2 separate regions of the Oryctolagus cuniculus genome follow, and region 2 is linked to region 1. Evidence: chromatin contacts called from public Micro-C data. All regions are on one chromosome and are shown on one strand. Each heading gives the region's core, a stretch centred on a gene start, on an enhancer-like site or on the middle of the called end of the contact. The rest is flanking DNA. Distances are from core to core; before and after follow the strand shown. Region 1 holds the start of BSDC1 (BSD domain containing 1). Region 2 holds the start of TXLNA (taxilin alpha).

Region 1 (5,129 bases), core at 1,669-4,168:
CACTCCCTGGCCACAGCAGAGAGCTGGCCTGGAAGAGGGGCAACCGGGACAGAATCCGGCGACCTGCCGGGTCTAGAACCCGGTGTGCCGGCGCCGCAAGGCGGAGGATTAGCCTAGTGAGCCACGGCGCCGGCTCAAATGTAATTTTTAACTACTTATTTATTTTTTATCTACTTGAAAAGCAGAGTGGGGGTGGGGAGGGAGAAGGCACCTCCATCTACTGGTTCACTCCCTAAGTGCCTGCAACAGACAGGTTGGGCCAGACTAAAACTAGGAAACTTCATCTGAGCCTCCTACATGGGTGCAGGAACTCAATCGCTGGGCCATCACCTGCTGCCTCCCAGGGTGCATCAGCAGGAAGCTGGATTAGAAGTGGAACAGATGGGACTTGAACTGGCACAGGCATCCCAAGCTTTGGTTTATCCTGCTGTGCCACAATTCCTACCTCTACCTCTTTTCTTTATAAAGTAGCCTGCCTCAGGGGCCAGCGCCGCGGCTCACTTGGCTGGTCCTTCGCCTGTGGCGCCAGCATCCCATGTGGGCGCTGGTTGGGGCGCCGCATTCTGTCCCGGATGCTCCTATTCCAGTCCAGCTCTCTGTTGTGGCCAGGGAGGGAAGTGGAGGATGGCACAGGTTCTTGGGCCCTGCACCCACATGGGAGACCAGGAAGAAGCACCTGGCTCCTGGCTTCAGATCAGCGCAGCGCCGGCCATGGTGGCCATTTGGGGGATGAACCAACGGAAGGAAGACCTTTCTCTTTCTCTCTCTCTCTCACTGTCTAACTCTGCCTGTCAAAAAAAATAATAAAGTAGCCTGCCTCAGGTATTTCATTATAGTAATGAAAAAGAGACTAATACAATCACCCATCCTACTTTCTATCTCTATGAATTTGACCACTCTAGGTGTCTCATATAAATGGAAGCATACAATGTTTTGCCCCTCTGTAACTAGCTCATTTCACCTTAACATAGTGTATTCAGGGTTCAATTATATTGTAGTATGTGTCAGAATTTCCTTCCTACTTAACAAAAATGTTCTTATTTGTTTGAGAGGCAAAGAAAGAGACAGGAAAACAGAGAATGCCCATCTGCTTGTCCACTCCTGCAGCAGGCAGGGCCGGGCCAGGCTGAAGTTGGAAGCAAGAACTCAGTCCAGGTCTCCCAGGTGAGGCAGGGGCCCAACTACTGGAGCCATCGCCTGTTGCCTCCTGGGGGCACGGTAGCAGGAGGCTGGAATCAGGAGTGGAACTGGGGTGCAAACACAGGCACTCTGCTAGGAATGCAGGTGTCCTAACTGGTATTCAGTGACGAGCCCAAACATCTGTCCTCAGAATTTCCTTCCTGGGCCGGCGCCGCGGCTCAATAGGCTAATCCTCCGCCTTGCGGCGCCGGCACACCGGGTTCTAGTCCCGGTCGGGGCACCGGATTCTGTCCCGGTTGCCCCTCTTCCAGGCCAGCTCTCTGCTGTGGCCAGGGAGTGCAGTGGAGGATGGCCCAGGTGCTTGGGCCCTGCACCCCATGGGAGACCAGGAAAAGCACCTGGCTCCTGGCTCCTGCCATCGGATCAGCGTGGTGCGCCGGCCGCGGCGGCCATTGGAGGGTGAACCAACGGCAAAGGAAGACCTTTCTCTCTGTCTCTCTCTCTCACTGTCCACTCTGCCTGTCAAAAAAAAAAAAAAAAAAGAATTTCCTTCCTTCTTAAGACTAAGCAATATTCATTATATATATATGTACTACATTTTATTTACTCATTCATCTGACACTTGGTTGCTACCACCTTTTGGCTATTGTGAAAGAAGCTGCTTCAAACGTGGTGTACAAATACCTGTTGGAGCTCCTATTTCAATTCTTTTGGTCATCTATATTCAGGAGTGGAATTGTGAAAACATATGGTAATTCTATGCTTAGTTTTTTGAGGAAATGCCATACTTTATTACCACAGCAACCGCACCACTGTGCATTTCCACCAACGTATATTTCCTAAAATATTGCTTTCAGGACAAATTAACACTAGATTTAAGGAAGGCAAGAGTTGGTGGACAGATACTAGTTAAGAGGCTCTTGCAATTAACCAGGTGAGAGATGATGGTGGATTGAAACTACATACTAGAGGCGAAGGTGGCAGGATTAGATTCTGGTGGTGATTTAAAGGCAAAGCCTGCTGGATTCGTTAAGGAATCAGCTTTTAAATGCTATGAATGAAAGTAAATGTATGAAAGAAAGTGAACAAAGATGACTCCCAGGCTTTCGCCTGAGCAATAGAAGAATGAGGGTGTCATTTACAGACGTGGGGAGTCTGCAGGAAGTTGAGGTGGAATGCATAAGTCTGTTTTAGGACCTGTTGAGTTTAACATGCCTATTACACGTGCAATCCAGCCTGGTGTCCAGAGAACTTGCGTGGGCCGGAGAGAGAATCTGAGAGCTGTCAGCACATAGATGGCATCTAAAGTCAGGAGACTTGATGAGATTACCTAAGAAATGATTACAGACATGGAAAAAGAGAGGAGCAGGGACTGAGCTCTGGGACGTCCAGCGACAAGACAGCAGAGGCCGGCGCTGTGGTGCAGCGGGTTAAGGCGCCGGCGGGCAGTGCCGGCATCCCACTGGCTTCCCAGCCCGAATCCCGATCTTCCTCTCCTCCCCTCCGAGTTCTCCCACAGGGAGCAGGCTGAGCGCGGCACCCACCGGCCACCGTATCGGAAGTTAGCCGCTGCCATACAGGGAACTGTACTGGATGAGGATTGGATCGAGAGCTCAGGGGCGGAGTTTAGAGGTAAACTCCGGCCTGACTGCGAAGCGAGCTCGGGGAGGCGGGGTTTAATGATGGAGCGGAGCGGGGATTGGGCCAAAGGCAGAGCCGGCCCGATGATTGGGCCGAGCGCTCCGGGGCGGTGCTTGAGGGGGCGGGGCCGTGCCGGAAGTCAAAGGTCGGTAAATAGTGGTGATGTCATGCGGGCAAGATGGCGGAAGGGTGAGCCCGTCATCCTCCTCCTAGGCGTTGAGGCCCGATTCTCCCAGGGTTTGGGCACTGGGCAAGGGACCTTGGGGCGAACAGGAGATCCGCGCGGGAGTGGACGGAGCTGGCGGGCGGAGTGCAGTCTCAGGACGGGGTTGGGGAAGCGGTCTGCGAAGCCTCGGCCTGCGGCCCACATCAGGGAAAAACAGACCCGATCATTGGGTGGGCAGGAGTGCCGGCGGGGCCGCCAGATGTGTCTGTCTTCCACAGGGAGGACGTGGGATGGTGGCGGAGCTGGCTGCAGCAGAGCTACCAGGCAGTCAAAGAGAAGGTAAGCCGGGCCAGCACCCTTCCCGCGGCCGGGCCCCGCACCGCCCTGCCCGGCTCTGGCAGTCTGGAGCCTCAAGACCGACCTGGGCCCTGCTGTCACAGGCCCCGGCGCAGACCGGTGTGGTGCGAGCACGGTGACATAAGGACTGTGTGCATGGCTGGAGGGATCCTTTCGTAGGGCTCCATAGGAAGGAGCAGTGCATACCAGCTCCAGAAAGTCACAACTTCTCGGTGAAAGACAGAGCACTTGATATAGGCCTTGAAGAAAAAGCATTCTGGCCATGAGAACACTTACTCCCACCTATTCACATATTAGACTGTGTGCCCCAGCTAGCTCTCTGAGTCTCAACAGGTCTTGAGGATACAGACCGTAGCCAAACAGATGCTGGAAGACAGCCATTAACCAGATGGACAAGCAAATAGCTGTTTAATTACTGATGTGGTTAGTGCTGTGAAAGGAACGTGCTGGAGTACCTTGTCTAGTCCGGGGAGTCAAGACAGGAACCTTCTTGGGGCCAGCCCTGCCCAGACGGGATGAAAAGCAAGAAACCAGGCCAGAGACGAGTTTGTTGGTGCCTGAAGAGGCCTCTCTACACAAGGAGTTTGCCAAGAGAGGCGGAGTGACTGAGGTGGATGGCCCGAGAGTGGAGGGCCCTGTGGGCTAAGTGGCGCTGGGGTCTGTCGGTGGGCAGTGCCGATGTCTGTGCCTGTTTCATTCCATGCCAGTCAGAACCAGAGCAACTGAGTCGTGAGAAAAGTTAATGACCAGTTATCACGGGCAACTGGAGTGAGCCCTGCTTCAGGCAAGCTCCAGGAGGCTTCTGTGTGGGAGCGTTTTTGTTCCTCCCTTGGCCTGAGCGTCTCTGTACATCCTGTCAGCTGCAGCCCAGAGAATGCAAGAATGTCCTGAGCTGTCTAGGTTGGTGATGAGGACTCACAGAGAAGGCTTCGCTCCGGGTTTTCATGAAAATGAGCCCAGGGTGGCAAGCTGCCTGTGGAGCAGTGTCGTGGGAGGAAAGCCTGAATTCATTCAGCCAGGCTGTGATGAGAGCCTCCGTGTGTGGGTCTTACCGTAACTCCTGAGAAAGTGAGGGCTACTGCAAAAGGTCATGGAAAATGTTCATTATGGAAAAACCATAGATTTCAAAAATTTCTGCAGCACAGTAAACTTTGAAGATATCCATTTCCTCCATGAGCTTTTGAAAGTGCCCTCACACGAAGTCGGTCAGTCTTTCACTGCGAATCCGAGAATCTTCGTTCTCGGGAGTTACTGGTCAGAAGCAGAGGTGTGAGTGTTGCTTCTGCCTTTTTGGTGAGATTTAATCTCTGTCTGTTAACCACGTTAACGTGGACTTGGGCCAGTTACTTGACCTCCAGGCCTCGTTTGCTCACCTACAAAGCAGAAATAGTAATAACGCGTACTTGAAGAGATTGTCGTCAGTGTTAAATGATGACATATGTAAAGCACTAAGAAGAATACTAAGTCCTGTAGAAGCGTTAGCTGTGTTTTGTTAAGTATGGAGGGTGACGGGGACACCTGGTAGACACTACCATCAGTCCATTTTATTATATTTTCTTTTTGGGGTCTTTTGACGCTTTACTGGCCTTGCTTTCCTTCCTGGCCACATCTGGTCCACTTGCTTCCCTGCTCGCTCAATGCTCTTGAACCCTGTAGCACATCCGTACAGTGCTCTGAGCCCAGGGCTCCGAGGCGGTGATGTGATCGGCCCTCCTCTGCGCCTTCCTTTTCCTGTCCTGGCTTGCTTTGTGCGCACATGCACTGAGGGCCAGGCACGTTGCTTTTCGGTTCTTCTGCAGATCGCTCGGCCTGTAGATCGCATCTG
Region 2 (5,129 bases), core at 1,615-4,114, 190 kb after region 1:
GCTTATCACCGCGGCCTCAGTGCTGTCCACAGAGCCAGCGCAGCACGTGTCCCACAGATGCTTACCAAAACCTCTTGGAATTCCTTCGGGGGGGGGGGGGCACCACTGGTGGGAGAAAAGCTTGTCTGCCTCCCAGCAGATAAAAGGTATCCCACCTGCAAATTCAGGGCTACTGTTTCAATGCAAAGTGGGGCCTTCCCAGAGAAGCAGGATCCGAAAAGGTCTCCTGGCCTCCGTGAGAAATCTATAGCCCTGTGTACGAGGCATCCAAACAGGGAACCTTATAATGAAGAGACCTTCAATGTGTGTTCCCATGATTCTTTAAAAAAGTTCCTCTTTCAATTAGGGTGACAAGTGCTGGGGGCGGGGGAAGGGCGGCGAGACAGGGACTAGGACACAAGTCCAATGTCATCTAACCCAGATTCTTAACAGACACGAACTCTGCTGTCAAAAAACCGTCTCTGCCACTTCCCCACTGCCTGTGCCCAGTGGGGGGCCTTTCCCCAGGGGCTGCTGACCAGGCTCCAGGCTGCTCAGCCTGCGGAGGCCCGAAGACACCAGCACAGAGATGCCAATCACTGGCACACAGGCCAAACCCGGCTCATGCATGGGTTTTGTTTGGTTTCTACTACTGAAATCTACAGATTTCACCAGACTCTTGATTTCTGGCTTTTCTTAACAGAAAATAAAATTCCAGCTGCACCCAGTCTGAGGTTCAACACGCTCTCAACTGACGAGCTGGCAGCAGGCACAGTGCAGAGCACTCAAGGAACAAGGCTGCAGTCCACCCTGGGCAGAAAGCAGGCCCTCCCTCGGTCCTGGCTTACACAGACGTTTGCGTTTGCAACTTTGGCCTAGCCCAATCCTCTCCTTGTAGAGAACTGGAAACTATTGCCCAGGGCGGGGAAAGGACATGCCCAAGGTCACACAGCAGGGACGAAGCGGTGTGGGCAGGTACAGAGCCCATCCAAACCTCTCCGCTTTGTCCATGAGGATCAGGCTCCATTTCACTTGCTCCCAACCTGAACGACTCCGGCCTGTGGCTGGAATACCCTGCGCTTTGAATCAACCAGGGAGACTCCCTGCTGCACAGCCCAAGGAATGTCAGGTGCAAAGCCCTCCCCACAGCCCCCCGCAGCTGCCCTCTGCTCACCCAGACCCTTGGCCTTCTTCTTTTCCTGTGGCCTCCGGTGGTCTCGGTCTCCGACCTCATCGCTCGTCCGGATCTCTTCCGTGCCCGGCTCTGCCTTGGAGGTCTCCTTCTCGCCATTGACTACTGGGGTGCCCGGCTCCGGCTCCCCATTCCTTGCCACATAGGCGCGAGACTTCTCTGCATCTTCAGGTTCAGGGGGCTCACCCTGGACCCCATCCTCACCCGGGGCCCCCTGGTTGTTGTCCACACAGTATGTACTGAGTATGTCTTCCAACTGGCGGCTCAGCTCCTCAGAGACATCACAGAGCGCCCCAGGCTGAGCAGTTTTGGCTTGAGCCCCTAGGGCAGGAGAGGACGAGAGGCAGCGACAGACGGCAAGGTTAGACCACCACCTGGGATCGTGAGCCCAGCCAGCCTCACTGGTTCAGGTTTAAGGTTGCCCCAGCTTACTTAATTCTCGCAACCTCCCCAATACAGTTTGTTCAAGCATAAAATAAGTACGTACGGCACCTGGGACTGCCATGTCGCAGGAGGCAGGCAACTCAATGTTTCGTCCATTCCCCTCCCTCTAAAAGCCCCCGCTTGCTATGCAAGCAGCTCCAGAAATGCCTCGACAACGAACCAAGGGCAGTGACCCACACTGGTGACCGAGGTCCTTCGGATGGAACCCGGCGTCACTGGCTGAGGCCTCAGGTGCCGGCCACCTGCGAGAAGCCTGCAAGGGCCTCCCCTCCCCAGAGCCTGGGATGCTCCACATCCCCGCTGCCTCCTCCCTGGGCCGGGCCGCGAACTCCTCCCCCAGGCGGCTGGAAACGCAGAGCTGGCACACACCCTCCGGCCTCCCGGGAGCCTGGCTGCTGGCACCTTCGGCTTCTCGGGCGGGGGCCGGCCGGCCGGGCCGCCCCTGGGCTCCCTCCGCTCCTGCTTCCGGCTGTCCCGGGCTGCTTTTGGGGTTGGGCTGTTTGGCAGCCCCGTTCTTTTTGTCTTGATTCTTCATTGTGCGCTGCCACCTTAGGTTGGGATTGGATCCTTGAGAAACACAGTTGCTATTTTCCACAGAATTCTTCGCAGCCTGGATCAGAAATCACAGCCCAGGCGCACCTTCAACGGAGGGAGCCAACGGTTCTCCCGCTGTCCGGCCGGTCAGGGGGCCTGGCGCACCCCGGCGGGTTTCCGGGGCGCTGCTCCTGGAGCGGGTGAGGAGAGAGGCCTCCTTGTTCCCCCCGAAGCCACTTCCCGGCCCCACACGGCCCCTCACGGCAGGCCCGGCGCGGGATTGGCTCCCGGCCGCAGACTGACGTGGCGGGACGCTCGACTCCGACCCCTCCCCCCGCGCCCCAGGTCCCACGTGGGCTCCCGCGCCCGCGCGCACGCAGCCACCCACGCCCCGCGCGCCCTCCAGTCGCGCGCATGCGCACAGCGTCACCCCGACTCCCCCCACCCCCGCCGCCGCCCACGCGCAGAAATCGGAGCAATTTCCCCGCTGGCCGAAAGTGTCCAGGTCTGCAGGCCCTCACCGTCCGTCGTCCCGCCGCTGGGCTCACCTCACGGGCGACGTGCGACCGCGTCCCCAGCGCTGGCCTCGCACCGGAAACCCTGGGTAACCGCTGCCGGCAGAGCCGCCTGTCCGAGCCACAGCCAATTAGTAGCCGGCGCTGGCGCGGAGCTTGCCGGGAGCCGGGAGCGAAGGCGGCCTCCAAGGCGGGTGCATCGGGAGGGCGGGGACAGGAGCGGACTACACGTCCCACCATGCATCGGTCGACACAACTCCCAGGATGCTCTCGTCCTCAGAGCCGCGGACTCCGGAGGGCTGGGGAGCCGGTGGTTCTGAGCAAACCTCCACGTCAACCTCGCCGGTGTCGTGCAGAAGCCCTGTGCGGCCCAGCCTCACTGCGCCCGCGTGCCTCGGTCCACACTCCGTCAGTCCGGGGACTCCGGAGAGGCCTGGGCTGGGAGGCAGGCCTGTGTTCCAGGTCCGACTTCATCCCTAGGTGCCACGCGACTGGACGTTCTTTTCTCTCCCTGCCTCGATTTCCTTATTCTGACGCAGGCTTTCAGTGACCGTAGCGGTTCTCTGAGCACACCCCGTGTGCTTCCCTGGTCTCTTAAAAGCCCTGGCCTCCTAGCTGCTGGAGATAAGTACTATTTGTCATTCCCATTTAACGGAAGAGGGCTGTAAGGCTCGCGTTAGACAGCTCGCCCACGGTCACAGATGCTGGGTTCGAGCAGTGGTTCAGAACCTGACTACTCCGCTACCCTGCCTTTTACTCAGAAGAAATAATCACCATTGCAGGCGTTCTCCAAGAGCCCGGGTAACTTGTGAAAGGTAGTTACCCCCCCCCCCCCCCAATAAGCTCGGCAGTCCCGCAGGAAGGGGCAGAGGGGTCCCTGCAGGGGTGTTTGACCTCAGGCCCATTCCTGAAACTTCTTCGTCCCATTTTGTACAAAGTCCTTGTGGTACTAGGGCTAAAACTGAAAAGGCCAGATTTTTCTCCAAAGGTGGGATCACAATTTTTTAAAAAGATTTATTTATTTATTTGAAAGGCAGAGTTACACAGAGAGGAGAGGCAGAGAGAGAGAGAGGTCTTCCATCCGCTGGGTCACTCCCCAATTGGCCGCAACCGCCAGAGCTGCGCCGATCCGAAGCCAGGAGCCAGGTGCTAGGAGCTTCTTCCAGGTCTCCCACTGGGTGCGGGGGCCAAGGACTTGGGCCATCCTCCAGTGCCTTCCCAGGCCATAGCAGAGAGCTGGATTGGAAATGGAGCAGCTAGGAGGTCTTGAACTGGCGCCCATGTGGGATGGCGGCACTGCAGGCACCAGCCCCGAGGTCACAATTCTTTATCACCGCTGCTTATAGACGTTGGAATAAAACCCAGTACTCTTTGCACCTGGAATCTGAAGAGCCTACGTGGTTTGGCTTTTGCCTCTTCCATCCAATCTTGGGTTTTTTGCTCCAACTCTACTTTTATGATTCACAGGGTTTCTCAGGTTTTTGCAGATGCTTGCTATTTTTCTTCCAAAGTGCACTTATGGCAAAAATAAACAACAAACTTGAGAGCCATCTCAAAGAGCACATCAAAACCCTCCCAGTGCTCTGCCACTGTTGCAGCTCCCTAGTGTTAACCAGATTAGTCCCGAGTCCTGAACTTACTGTTTGCTGCCAAGTCAGTGAGCTTTGCGATGACCGTTGGATAAATGCTCGAGTCCCCAAGCCCACCATCGGGCTGGGGCTACAGGATGTAGTAACTTGTAGATTTACCAGGCAACACTGAAGGCACTGTCGCCTGATAGCATGACAGAATGAGGCTCAGACAGTGGAGCGTGGCCTGAGTGCTGGGCCTCTGCACCTGATGTGGGGTAAATAAGAAGTTAGTTTAGGACTGAGCTGGAAGTCAGAAGCCCTCATGTTAATCCTATCCTGTCAGTCAAATGCCCTCTTGCCTGGGATGCATCTGTTTCATCCGGGACCTAAGAAGACACCATGGGCCGGCGCCGAGGCTCACTAGGCTAATCCTCCGCCTTGCGGCGCCGGCACACCGGGTTCTAGTCCCGGTCGGGGCACCGGATTCTGTCCCGGTTGCCCCTCTTCCAGGCCAGCTCTCTGCTGTGGCCCGGGAGTGCAGTGGAGGATGGCCCAAGTGCTTGGGCCCTGCACCCCATGGGAGACCAGGAGAAGTACCTGGCTCCTGCCATCAGAACAGCGCGGTGCACTGGCCACAGCGCGCTGGCCGCGGGGGCCATTGGAGGGTGAACCAACGGCAAAGGAAGACCTTTCTCTCTGTCTCTCTCTCTCATTGTCCACTCTGCCTGTAAAAAAAAAAAAAAAAAAAAAAAAAAAAGACACCATGAAAATACGGATATTGAGCTCCATGTGGAATTTGTGGGGGCGCCATGAAATTCCTAGGTAGCTTCATGCCTGGAGAGGCATCACCTGGAACTCACAAAGGAGACCAACAACTGGGAGAGGGGCTCTTCC

What was found. A called contact is a pair of places that touch in the nucleus more often than the background predicts.
Region 2: a contact with region 1 is called in a Micro-C map of ear pinna, with 4 times the contacts expected there. The contact joins the promoter of TXLNA here to the promoter of BSDC1 in region 1. A contact is called at or near these places in 2 of 6 Hi-C or Micro-C datasets (ear pinna and an unstated tissue).

The regions. Positions count from the first base shown.
Region 1 is chr7:140,083,778-140,088,906 of mOryCun1.1, forward strand. It overlaps BSDC1 (BSD domain containing 1), which reads left to right and starts at 2,919. Exons shown (of 11, transcript XM_002720710.5): 1 at 2,919-2,970; 2 at 3,226-3,286. The coding sequence starts at 2,960.
Region 2 is chr7:140,273,132-140,278,260 of mOryCun1.1, forward strand. TXLNA (taxilin alpha) reads right to left here and starts at 2,865. Exons shown (of 11, transcript XM_008273771.4): 1 at 2,698-2,865; 2 at 1,985-2,340; 3 at 1,154-1,492. The coding sequence starts at 2,150.